Regions from separate parts of the Anser cygnoides genome. Here all the other regions are linked to region 1. The links are chromatin contacts, called in public Hi-C maps. All regions are on one chromosome and are shown on one strand. The core of a region is the stretch at or near the end of the contact, and the rest is flanking DNA. Distances in the headings are between cores, read along the strand shown. Region 1 overlaps MKLN1 (muskelin 1). Region 2 overlaps LOC106038726. Region 3 overlaps LOC106038726.

Evidence for each region. A called contact is a pair of places that touch in the nucleus more often than the background predicts.
Region 2: a contact with region 1 is called in a Hi-C map of liver, with 2.5 times the contacts expected there. The contact joins two enhancer-like sites. A contact is called at or near these places in 2 of 7 Hi-C or Micro-C datasets (both in liver).
Region 3: a contact with region 1 is called in a Hi-C map of liver, with 2.0 times the contacts expected there. The contact joins two enhancer-like sites. A contact is called at or near these places in 3 of 7 Hi-C or Micro-C datasets (granulosa cells and liver).

Annotation. Positions count from the first base shown.
Region 1 is chr1:3,645,377-3,649,070 of Taihu_goose_T2T_genome, reverse strand. MKLN1 (muskelin 1) reads left to right here. Exons shown (of 17, transcript XM_067001431.1): 13 at 2,438-2,585; 14 at 3,431-3,545. Among named protein-coding and RNA genes, the nearest start is that of PODXL, 70 kb to the right of the region's middle. Within about 2 kb of position 1,875, at least 1 of the 3 cell types and tissues checked has open chromatin away from gene starts, as enhancers often do. A contact at or near this core is called in liver, where this site is marked.
Region 2 is chr1:3,862,452-3,866,145 of Taihu_goose_T2T_genome, reverse strand. All of the region lies in intron 4 of LOC106038726, which reads right to left. Among named protein-coding and RNA genes, the nearest start is that of IL2RA, 110 kb to the left of the region's middle. Within about 2 kb of position 2,000, at least 2 of the 3 cell types and tissues checked have open chromatin away from gene starts, as enhancers often do. A contact at or near this core is called in liver, where this site is marked.
Region 3 is chr1:3,783,823-3,787,516 of Taihu_goose_T2T_genome, reverse strand. It overlaps LOC106038726, which reads right to left. Exons shown (of 7, transcript XR_010833549.1): 2 at 2,434-3,694. Among named protein-coding and RNA genes, the nearest start is that of MKLN1, 61 kb to the right of the region's middle. Within about 2 kb of position 1,891, at least 1 of the 3 cell types and tissues checked has open chromatin away from gene starts, as enhancers often do. A contact at or near this core is called in liver, where this site is marked.

The sequences.
Region 1 (3,694 bases), core at 626-3,125:
TTTTTTCTAGACTTTCTGCATTTGGAACAGTCTCAAGAGGAGATTAATGTACTGCTGAGGGAAGCTCGGAATTACTTGACTTGAATTTGGTTTTGATTGCAGTTACTGCAGATGAATCATATTTTATTACCAAGATTAAAAAACAGAGGCACTGAACTTTGGAGACTTTTCCCTCCTTCGTTATTTAAATAATAATTTCAGCTTCAGAAAATCAAGCATAAGCTAGATACAAAATGCATTTATTTAACGATATTTCAGGAGGAGGGATGAGACTTCCGTAGACGAGTTTCATATGCTTTCTGTATCAATGGTAATATGCTAACCATATTCTTCATGATTATAATAATTTTCATTTCAGTGAGCCTGAGGTATTAATGCTCTGAAGATTTGCATGCTTTTTTTTTTTTCTAAAAACACGGCATGGTCTCGAATGTTCAAAGCAGCAGATAGGGTTGCATAGACATTTGCCATCTACATTAGCATTGCTGATCAAATTTAGATGGCTCTCCTGCCAAAAATATCTCAAATATGCCTTGAGTTTAATCCTTCTGGGTCAACAATTCAGTCCCTGACTATGCAAAGAAACACGTTACATGATACTTACTAAAAATTAACGATTTTTGGTCTTCGATTGTCTTTTTGCTCTCGATTTCTTTATTGGGTGACTTTCACAGTACTCTTTAGTTGGATTAAAAAGCTTCCTTGTGGTTTTGCAGCTCAAACAAGGTACGTAGGTGTTCTTGTGCCAGCATTGTTCCTTGCTTTTTTTTTCCTCTGCTCTGTACCAATTTGCTTATAAACCGGATGAATTTTCCTTTAAACTTCATGGCAAAATTGAAGGTCAAAACAGGGAGGCTGATGCTGATGAGGGCTCTGAAGGCTTTTCCATAAAAACAATAAGCAAGGAGTTTGTCAACAGGGCTCTGAAAATGAAATACCCCAATATATTTCAGTTTCTGCTTAGGTTTACATAAGAATTAAGCATTTTAAGAAATGTTTATTTTTTGGCTTTACTAAAGATTTTGGTAAGGGCTTATGCTGTAGAAAACCAAATGCTGCCCAGAATTTTTACATTGACATTTATTACTTTCCTGGCGCACCAAATGAAAACAGAGAAGCATGAGACCAAAACCTATTACAGAAGAGGCTTACAAAATACCGGTTTGTGTATCCTTAAACAGCGATATTAAACGGCTTTATTAGCACAGGGCTTGTTTTCTAGGCCGTGTGTGTCGTTCACAGTTAATTGCAGGGAAGAATTTGCAAAATACAAGAGTTCTGAGAATTTTTCATGCCAAAATCTTGATCGGAGGCCAGGACCCTTTACCAGCCTTTGTAAACTGACCCAGAAAGAGAAATGAGACAAACAGGATCTGTAAACAAAGATCACGTGCTCTTCACAAATACATTTTGGAAGGATGGTTGCCTAGGGAAACAGGAAATGGGAATTATACAACAAACAAAAAGGACTGCCAAACAAATTTGCTGACCTTTTTTCGGGGAATTATGATGAAAACTGCTGGAATCCTCAGTATTTCACCATACTTCTGAACCTGAAGGTGGAGCAGAAGAATAGCCTGATAATTATACCATAAGTATTCAGAAAATACCAAAAACAAAACAACCCTTTCCTTGAAATATTTTTCCTAAAAGAAGCAACACAAAGCTGTGAGCTATGTAGTTGTGAGTTCATCTTGAATTTTTTTGAGTTTCCAGCTTTTTCAGTTATGTGGGAATCAATGCTTCCTTTTACAGATGAGCTAATAATAATTATTCCATTCATATCTTGCAGGGATTGCCTAGCTCTATTGCAATGCAGTTTTATTCTAATTTTGGAGACAGAGTTTCCCAAAGCCCTGTCCATATCTCGCCCTAGGAAACAGCAGCTCTCTGGATGTTTTTTCTGTGCCTCCAGGCATCACAAAGAGGAAAGGAATGAGCAAAGTTACCCAGGACCTACCCTTATGGGGGAAGGAAGGAGTCAGCTTCTGGGTGACGTTTCTTGCTCTGGTCCCTCTCATGTGGTTTTGGAGGGCACACGCGAGAAGTAAATTGTTTGCTTGGTGACTTCTACACAGCTCCTCTTTTAGAGATGTGCTGCTTCAGTTTTAAGTTGTGGCAGTTAACAAGAATACTGAAAGAGGAAAAAAAAATACTGGCTTGGCTTCACTCAGTCCATTGGAATTGGTTTTATGTGACAGATGAAGAGGTGAAAGTACTTAAAAAGAAGAAAATAGGGGAACTAGGTAGTGAGGTTAGATGTAAGATGCTCTTTATCCCAGAATACTGAGAAGTTAGTTAAATGAAATCTCCTGCTTGCACCATGGAAATCGGAAAATGTGCTGAAGTTCAGAGGGAGAAAAATGCTTTTGTCTGGTGCTTGGATCCTTTCTTGTGTACTCCTGCATTTTTAGTGTGTAACTTCTCTTTTTGTCAGTTCCAATGACAGGTTTCACTCAAAGGGCTACCATTGATCCAGAACTGAATGAAATCCATGTCTTGTCAGGGCTCAGTAAAGACAAGGAGAAGCGGGAAGAGAATGTAAGGAATTCTTTCTGGATTTATGACATTGTGAGGAACAGCTGGTAAGTTGATGAAAGGAGTACTATTTCTAACCTCCACGCGGGTTTCTTTAGAAAGCAATCCCACACGATCATACCTCCCAAGTAACTCAATAACTACTTATAACCATGCAGTGGTTGTTAATCTTAAAGACAACTGAGTTCCCTTCAGGCACCTCTCCCAGAGTCTTTAGAAAAAAGACACATGAAAGGGGGAAGCTGTATGAGCTCTTCCTTTACTGGAGGATGGAGGAGAAGTAAGTCCTTATATTAAATTTTTCCTGTAGGAAATGCTCAAGGCCAGGGTTCATTGTCAGTGCAACAAATTCAGTCAAAATGGAAGTTGTTAATTCCAGCGTACATGGTACTGTTTATTAGAAGTGAAGGAAACCGTTCCTCCCTTTATGAATGGGGATGGAGAAAAGTTCATGCTAGAGCTATCGGCTCTTTCCTGTCTGGATTCAGTATTTCATCAGGTGGCTGCTAGATTTTGTATTCTGAGAAAACATCTCCATCTATTTGCTATATGGTATTTGGTAATTGGCTGCCACTACCCCTTTCTGGAGCTGGCAGCATTGTTGTATTTAAGTTCTTTCTAACATGAGGCCAGTCACTCTGAAGGCATGTGTGCTGTTTTTTAAAAATGGGTCTTCAGTTGGAAAAAAACTTAATTCTGCATGGAAATCAGTGATTGAAATCATAGTTTTGATAAAGTTTGTGGCCTAGGTTTCCCATATCTCTGATGTGTCCAAGATGCTATTCTCCATAATGAAAAATATTTCATAGTGACCGTTCTGCTACCAAGTAATGCAACATCTGAAGATACCACCGAGGTACTATCAATCATTACTTATTGTTATATATTGCAGGTCTTGTGTCTATAAAAATGACCAAGCAGCAAAAGAGAATCCAGGTAAAAGCCTTCAGGAGGAGGAGCCCTGCCCAAGGTTTGCCCATCAACTGGTGTACGACGAGTTGCACAAGGTATGAGGGTTTAGATACATACACAATGATTTCACTCTTGTTGCTCATCCAGCATGGTTGATTCTTCGCAGGCAGTACGACTTAATACAGTTTTTTGTCTGATGTTCCTGTTTGGATTAATCTGGTGGGTAAATTTCAGTTAACTCATT
Region 2 (3,694 bases), core at 751-3,250, 220 kb before region 1:
TACAGGTAACAAAGATTGCACTTACTTTCTGTACTAAAGACCCACTCAGTGCTCTTTTCACCGTAGAAGAGGATTAGCAGCGTATAAACAATTTATGTAAGGAGACTTTAACGATTTCATTGTGATGTGCCATTTAGCATTTCCAAAGGATCCGATTATAAAACTTTTACTTAGCTTTCCATGAGTCACCCTCTGAACAAACATGTTTTGATTTACCTAACAGCAAGAACTCCTGGTAGGAGACAATTCTACTCAGCGTGGTCATCCAGGCCTATCATCACAGTGCTGTTGGATGCAAATTCTGTACAGAAGAAGGGATTTTTATTTAGTGAACATTGACTAAAGAACACGGTGACTTAGATTTTGATCACTGTTATACTAAAGGCTTGTCTAGCACAACAATCTGGGAATGTTTGGATCATAAATGCTACTGAGAACACGGCTTGGAGCTACCTCCGAAGAGAAGCCAGCCAAACTTGTGGACCATGAAGTTCAGTAAGGAACTCCAACATAATACAACACAGTCAACTCTCAAGTATGTCAGGTAACAGGAAGCTGGGGCAACCTAGTTAATGAAAAACCATCAATAACAATGCTATTCTTTGCAAAGCCAGCTCCTGGCATCTCGGGGTGGTTTGATTAGCTTGGCCACGGCACCGCAGGAACGCACGGATGTAGCCTGGGTGCTGGAGCCACAAGGTCACATTCCTCTAACCCAGCCTCGAGGGTTTGTGCCGAGCTGCTGACCTTCTTTGCACGGTGCTCTGCAAAGCCTCCAGCAGCAGGGTTTAGTCCAGAATCAGCACCGCTGCTCCGGTGTTTGGCCACAGCGAAGTCCCCACCTGAACGGTCCGCTTAGGGACATCGCAAACCCAGCTGCATACGGGGCTCCTCCAGCTCCAACAGCCCTGGTGCCGTGGAGCTGGGATCCTTGGTGCTGTGGGGCTGGGATCTCCTCGCGGCACCAGCTTCACCATGGAACAGGTGACTGAGGCTAAAGGCATCTCAGGAAGGAGCGATTCTTCCAGCAAAGCTCAAAGCAGCGGGGAGAAAGAAGCGGAGGGAAAGTAAAAGCAGATGCTGAGCAGAGCCACAAGCGGTGGAGAAGGAAGAAGCTGGGTTTGTGCTCCTCGCTCGAGCAGCGCGCCCCAAGGACTGCAGGTCCCTGCACACAGTGCTACGTGAGTACAAAGTACAGAACTGCACGCATGCCAGACAAACAGCAGCAGCTCTAAACAATCAAAGCAGTCAATGCCCATTCTACTGCAGGCACAATACAGGTAGAATTTCCCCCAATTTCAGTTTTTTTCCACGAGGAGCTCTGTTCCAAACCCCAACTTGCATAACGCGAGGCTGCTCGGAGCGAACAAAGAGCGGCAGAGCCCTGTTGACAAAGGCGGACTACACAACAATATACCCATGCTAAAAGAAGTACCAACACGGGCGGAAAGTCAGTAAACAAAACAAAAATAAAATGCAGATGGTATGCAGCTAAAGCAAACTGAATGGTTCACTGCATACCTAGCAGGCCAAGAAGGAAGGGAAATTCCTTCCCAGGGTTTACGTGAACAATGAGTTTCCCTGAAAACTCCAGGAGGCCGTTCCCAGCTCCTCCGCTGGCACCGCGAGGAGGAAAAGCAAATGCTGGAAAGGTTGTTTCAGTTCATTACTGACCTCAGTGCAAAGCGTAGTACTGGTGAACTCCAGCGTGGATCAATGTGACCTCTTGCTTCAGTGGTATTGTTGTTACAGCGTGTACAGCACGCAGTGCTGCTTTTTACAAGAAAACGCAGCTGTCCGCGTGCCCCTGGGCGTTCCAGCAGTCCCACAGCTCTGAGCGAACCAAGCCCAACGTGCTGCGGCTCGGTTCCACGCCGAGGGCACCAGCCAGGCTTCCCCTCACTTGTGAGATAAGGAATGGAGAAGACACAACGTGTAACTGTGCAACCGGAGGTAAAGAGTCAAATCCTGAAAGGAGCAACCCGGGTAATGTACCTAAAATTCAGCAAGTGCTCTAGCCAACCCTACAAATCAGAGATGTGAAGAAAATACAGATTTTGGAGTGTCTGTCACCCAATTTGTTAGCAGGCTTTTGGCAGCTGGGCATGCAAATACAGATCAATGTGGCTCTGTAACACCCCATAAAAGATATGCCCAGAAATTCATCAAGAAACTCTCAAAACCTCCTAAAAGCAGGGCAATAAAGCACCATAACATCTAATGGCTATTTTCAAAGAAAAAAACTTGTGGCTCTTCTGCTGCATTGTTTCTACTGCATTAAAATGTCAGTAACGGTTAAAATGTGAAAAATAGGAAAGTCTCACCAATTCAAACCAAACCGCAAACCACTTTGTAAGATCATGGAATTCTACAAGTTAACAGACAAATGAACAAACATGCACACCAATAAAACTGCACAAGAAGAAACATGCCAGCTTCTATTTATTCTCATTCACTGTGTTCTACAGCTTAGGAAAAAAAAGGTTTGAGCAGTAGAGTTTTATTAAAGCTGGAGGTAAATTTTGGAAGTTTGCATTAAGGAAACCAAAATAATTTGCTTTTTCAAAATGGCTTCGATTCAAATCAAATGGAAAAAATTACAAAAGAGTTTCAGAACCTGAAAATAGGGAAGGCTGGAATAAACATGAAGTCATCTATGGATAATGCTCTCCAAACATAAATTCCTACGCTCAATCTTTTGGTAACACTTTGATGTGTGCTGTGGTTAAAGAGAGTTGAAAGAAAGGACAAAAAAGAGGTAGGTTCTGTATTTGCATGTATGTGCAACTCATTATTGCAAAATTTTAGTTCAGGTATAAAAGCTGGCCTAAAACGCTGGCACAATTTTTTTTCTTTATTTTTTTTTTCAGAAGTTTCCATCTCATGTTTTCATACGGGTTTAGAAATCGCTCAAGAATTTCTGATCCTGTGAGCAATTCCAAACGCTAACCTCCTCGTTCTGACAGCAGAACCGAGGCACACAAATATGCACCAGGCATGACCTAGCAAGCCGGGGAGAAAGACTTGGAGCGGGAAGCTCTCTGCTCTCCTCGTGTCCACGTTTCTTGCCACACACGCAGGTCAAGCTTTCCTCTCGTCGCTTGGAAATAGATGGAGAATATGTATACGTGTATGTAATGTCTGGTGAATAGAATTAATGTATATAGTATGTACAGATATTTGAAAAATAGCTTACCACTTACAAAACCAGCTGAAATGGAATAAAAAGGCAATATGACTGTTCCTACAGCACACTGAACCACTACTTGGTCAGCTTCTGACACGGAGCAAACGTATTTTAACACATTTTACTACTTTTGACCAAAGAAGCTGAAAGCCAGCCTTTCAATAGTTATTTGTTAAGTCCAGAGAAATACTCATTAAAAGAAATATACATACATGCAGTTAATTATTGAACAAATTCATTTGCACGATTTTTTCCTGTTGGGTTGCACACTGGAGGTGTCAAAGTCCTGCTGGCACTGGACAGCCGGCTGCTCGGTTAGCTGAGTTCTGCCTGTTAGCACAGCAGCAGAAATACAAGAATATACAACGTCTGACTGCAGAGTTTTAATTAAACCGATCTTATTGCACCGATGTTGATAACCATCATCCACCAAACTCATCCTGTTCTTCAGCCAGCCTAGTTTGGGGCTCTGATCTGCTCGCAGCCCAGCGGAAGCACTGAGCATCA
Region 3 (3,694 bases), core at 642-3,141, 140 kb before region 1:
GCCACAGGGACCCCCCCCGGGCACCACCGTTCCCTCACGCACCCCAAACCCTGCTCCTCCATCGCCACAGGGTCCCCCCTCAGGACCACCCTTCCCTCTGGGACCCCTAACCCAGCTCCTCCATCCCCGCAAGGTCCCCCCTCAGGACCACCGTTCCCTCAGAAACCCCAAGGCTCTGCTCCTTGCCACAGGGACCCCGGTGAACGCCACCGTTCCCTCACGCACCCCCAAATCCAGCTCCTCCATTGCCGCAGCGTCTCCTCTCAGCACCACCATTCCCTCAGGCGCCCCAAGGCTCTGCGCCTCATCGCCACAGCGCCCCAAAGCCAGCTCCTTGATGCCACAGGGACCTCTCTGGGCACCACCGTTCCCTCAGGCACCCCAAGACTTGGCTCCCCAACACAGGGACCCCTCTGAACACCACCATACCCTCAGGCACCCCCAAACCCAGCCCCTCCATCGCCACAGCGTCCCCTCATCACCACAGCGTCCCCCCCTCAACACCACCATTCCCTCAGGCACCCCAAAACCCCACACCTCAACGCCATGGGGTCTCCTCACCACTCCAGGATCTTCTCTTGGCATCATCGTCCCCTCATGCACCCTAAACCCCGCTCCTCGACGCCACAGGGTCCCCTCCGATCCCTGCCGCTCCCTCACGCGCACCAGAACCCAGCTCCTCAGCACCACGGCATTCCCTCCGTCCCCTTCCACCACGATTCCCTCCGGCACCCCAAAACCTCGCTCCTCAACGCCACGGTGCCCCTCTTCCAGCACCGTTCCCTCTCAAGCACCCCAAAACCCCCTCAGTCAACACATCGCCGTCACCTTCCCACCACCGCCATCCCCTCCGGCACCCCAAAACCCCTCTTCTCCTCAACATCTCACCGTCATCCTCCAGCACCCCAAAACCCCACTCACCACAATGCCCCCCCTCCCAACACCACCATTCCCTCAAGCCTCCCGAAACCCCTCTCTCAACACCTCCCCATCACCTCCCCAACACCCCCACCCCTTCCAGCGCCCCAAAACCCACCACGCTTCCCCCTTCCCTCCGACACCCCACAACCCGCAGCACCCCAAACAACCCCCCCCGGCTCCCCTCAGCACCGAACCCCACGCACCCACCTGTGGGGCCGCGGGACCACCACGACCCCGGGGAGCCACCACAAGCCCCGGGGGGCCACCATTAACCCCGGGGGGCCACCATTAACCCCGGGACCACCGCCGAGAGCCGCGTCAATTAATTACCGAGCGCTCGCACGGCGGCAGGAGCACACGAAGGGCTCGGGGAAGTGCTAAATATACCCGCTGCCAGCGAAACCGCCCGTGTCACAGGCCCGGGGCTGGCGAGGCAGCGGCGCTTCCCTCCCCGCCTCCCCCCCCCCCCCCCCGCTTCTTGTCCCCCCCCCCCCCCCCCCCCCCCCGGCCACATTTTGTTTTTTCCATACGCACTTCGAAACGCAGCCCTAACCCCCCCCCACACACACACACACACCCCTCGGTGCTCCGGGGGCTGTCGCGGGTGCGCTGCCTGCCGCTGCTTTATTTTCATTTTTTATTTTTATTTCTTTACTGGGGGGGGTTGTTTGCTTCCACCCCCCCCACACACGTATCCTCGCTGTGAGGAAAACAACATCGCCAAACCTCCTCCTCTTTCCTTCCCCCCCCCCCAAATAAAAAAGGCACCCCAAAAACCCCTCCGTGCCCGCCCTGCGCGCCCTCCTGTCGCGACACAGCGCCCTGTCGCGACACCGGCCCCGCGCACCTGCCGCGCCCGCGGAGTTTATCCTCTCCCTACAGGCGGCGTGCGGGAAGACGAGCAGAAAGAGAAGGAGGAGGGGGGTGTCCCTTAATTAAATTAAATTAATTTAAAAGCGCAGCACCCCCTCCCCCCGCTCCCCCTTCTCCCGGGGGGCTCGGGGCAGGGCGCGGGCAGCCAGGTGCAAGGGGGGCGAGGGCAGGGGGTGGGAGCGGGACGGAGCCTGCCTCCCTCCTTCCTCCCCCGCCTCCTCCTCCTCCTCTCCTCCCCCCCCACCCCCCCCGCCGCCTGTGTTTACCTCAAGTTTGAATTTTATCTGCGCAACATGAGCTGGAATGCGGACATCGAGGCGGGCGCAGCTCCGCGGGGGCTCCGCGGCTCCCCCGACCTCCGCCGCGCAAACATGGCGCCGGCACCGCCGGGGGGGGGGGGCCCCCCTGAACCCGCACACCTTCCCCCCCCCCCTTTCTCTTTTCACCCCTTTTATTTTTTTTTTAATACTGTTTGTTTTTTTTTTTTCTACGCTCCCCTCGCACGCTCGCAACCGGCCGAGCAAACGCGGCACCCCCGCCGCGCCCAGCGCTCCGGCCGCCTCCGCGCAGACCTCCCCCCCCCCCCACTCCGTCCTCCCCTTCCTCCTCCTTCTCCTCCTCCTCCTCCTCCTCACTCACCTCAGCGTTGGCCGCCCCACGCAGCCCCCCATCGCCCCGGGACAGGTGCAGGTGTTGCGAGCCAGGGGGGTCCCGCATGTCGCCTGTCGCCGCCCCCCCCCCCCCCCCCAATCCACACTCCGCCGCCACCAGCAGCAGCAGCAGCAGCACCGCCGCCCCGGGCTCCCCTAATGCTTCCCTCCGCACAATGTTGTTTCATTATATCATGTCCATCATGTGACACCCGGAGGCCTCTCCGTGGAAACTTAAAGGGGACTTTCACGTCACGCCACGCCGCCGGACCCGCCGCCACCCCCGGCCCCACGCCGCCCTAGTGCTGCTGGTGCTGGTGCTGCTGGTGCTGCTGCTACTGCTGGTGCTGGTGCTGCTGGTGCTGCTGCTACTGCTGCTGCTGCTGCTGGTGCTGCTGGTGCTGCTGGTGCTACTTCTGCTGCTGCTGCTGCTGGGGCTGCTGTGAGCGGGCTCGGCTCTGCGGCCAAAACACCGTGCTGGGCTCCCTTCTCGCTGACTGATTAGCGTTGGCTTTATTATCGTCAGTGTTACCATCCTCAACATCAGTGTTACCATCCTCAACATCAGTATTATCATCCTCAACATCAGTATTATTGTCCTCAACATCAGTATTATCACCATTAACATCAGTATTATCACCGTTAGCATCAGTATTATCACCGTTAGCATCAGTACTATCACCGTTAGCATCAGTATTATTCTCATTTTCATCAGTATTATTAGCGTTTTCATCGTCATTATTACCATTTTCATTATTATTATTACAGTTTTCATCATTATTATTATCGTCTTCATCATTATTACTACTTTTTTATCATCATTATTACCGTTTTCGTCATTACTATTGCCGTTTTCATCATTATTATCATCATTTTCATCATTATCATCATTATTATCATCGTTACCATTATTACTATCACTATTATTGTCATTATTACTACCACCATTATTATTACTATTATTCCCCTCCCCTTCCTTTCCCCCCCTGGCAAAACCCCGTGCCCCGACCGCCGCGGCACCTTGCGCAGCGGGGATGCTCCCAGCCCCAGCCGCCTGCGGGATCCCCGGTGCTGCGGCTCCCCCGCTCCCGGCTGCGGCTCCGGTGCTGAAGCAGCAAAAAGTTGGTTGTGCCCGCGAGCCTACGGAGGCAGGAGGTGCGAGCGGGGCCGTTGCTGTGCTTGTGCAGAGCTGAGGCGTTGCTTGGAGATGTGGGTTTACCCCTGCCGCTCGGCCGGTTGGTATAAAAACT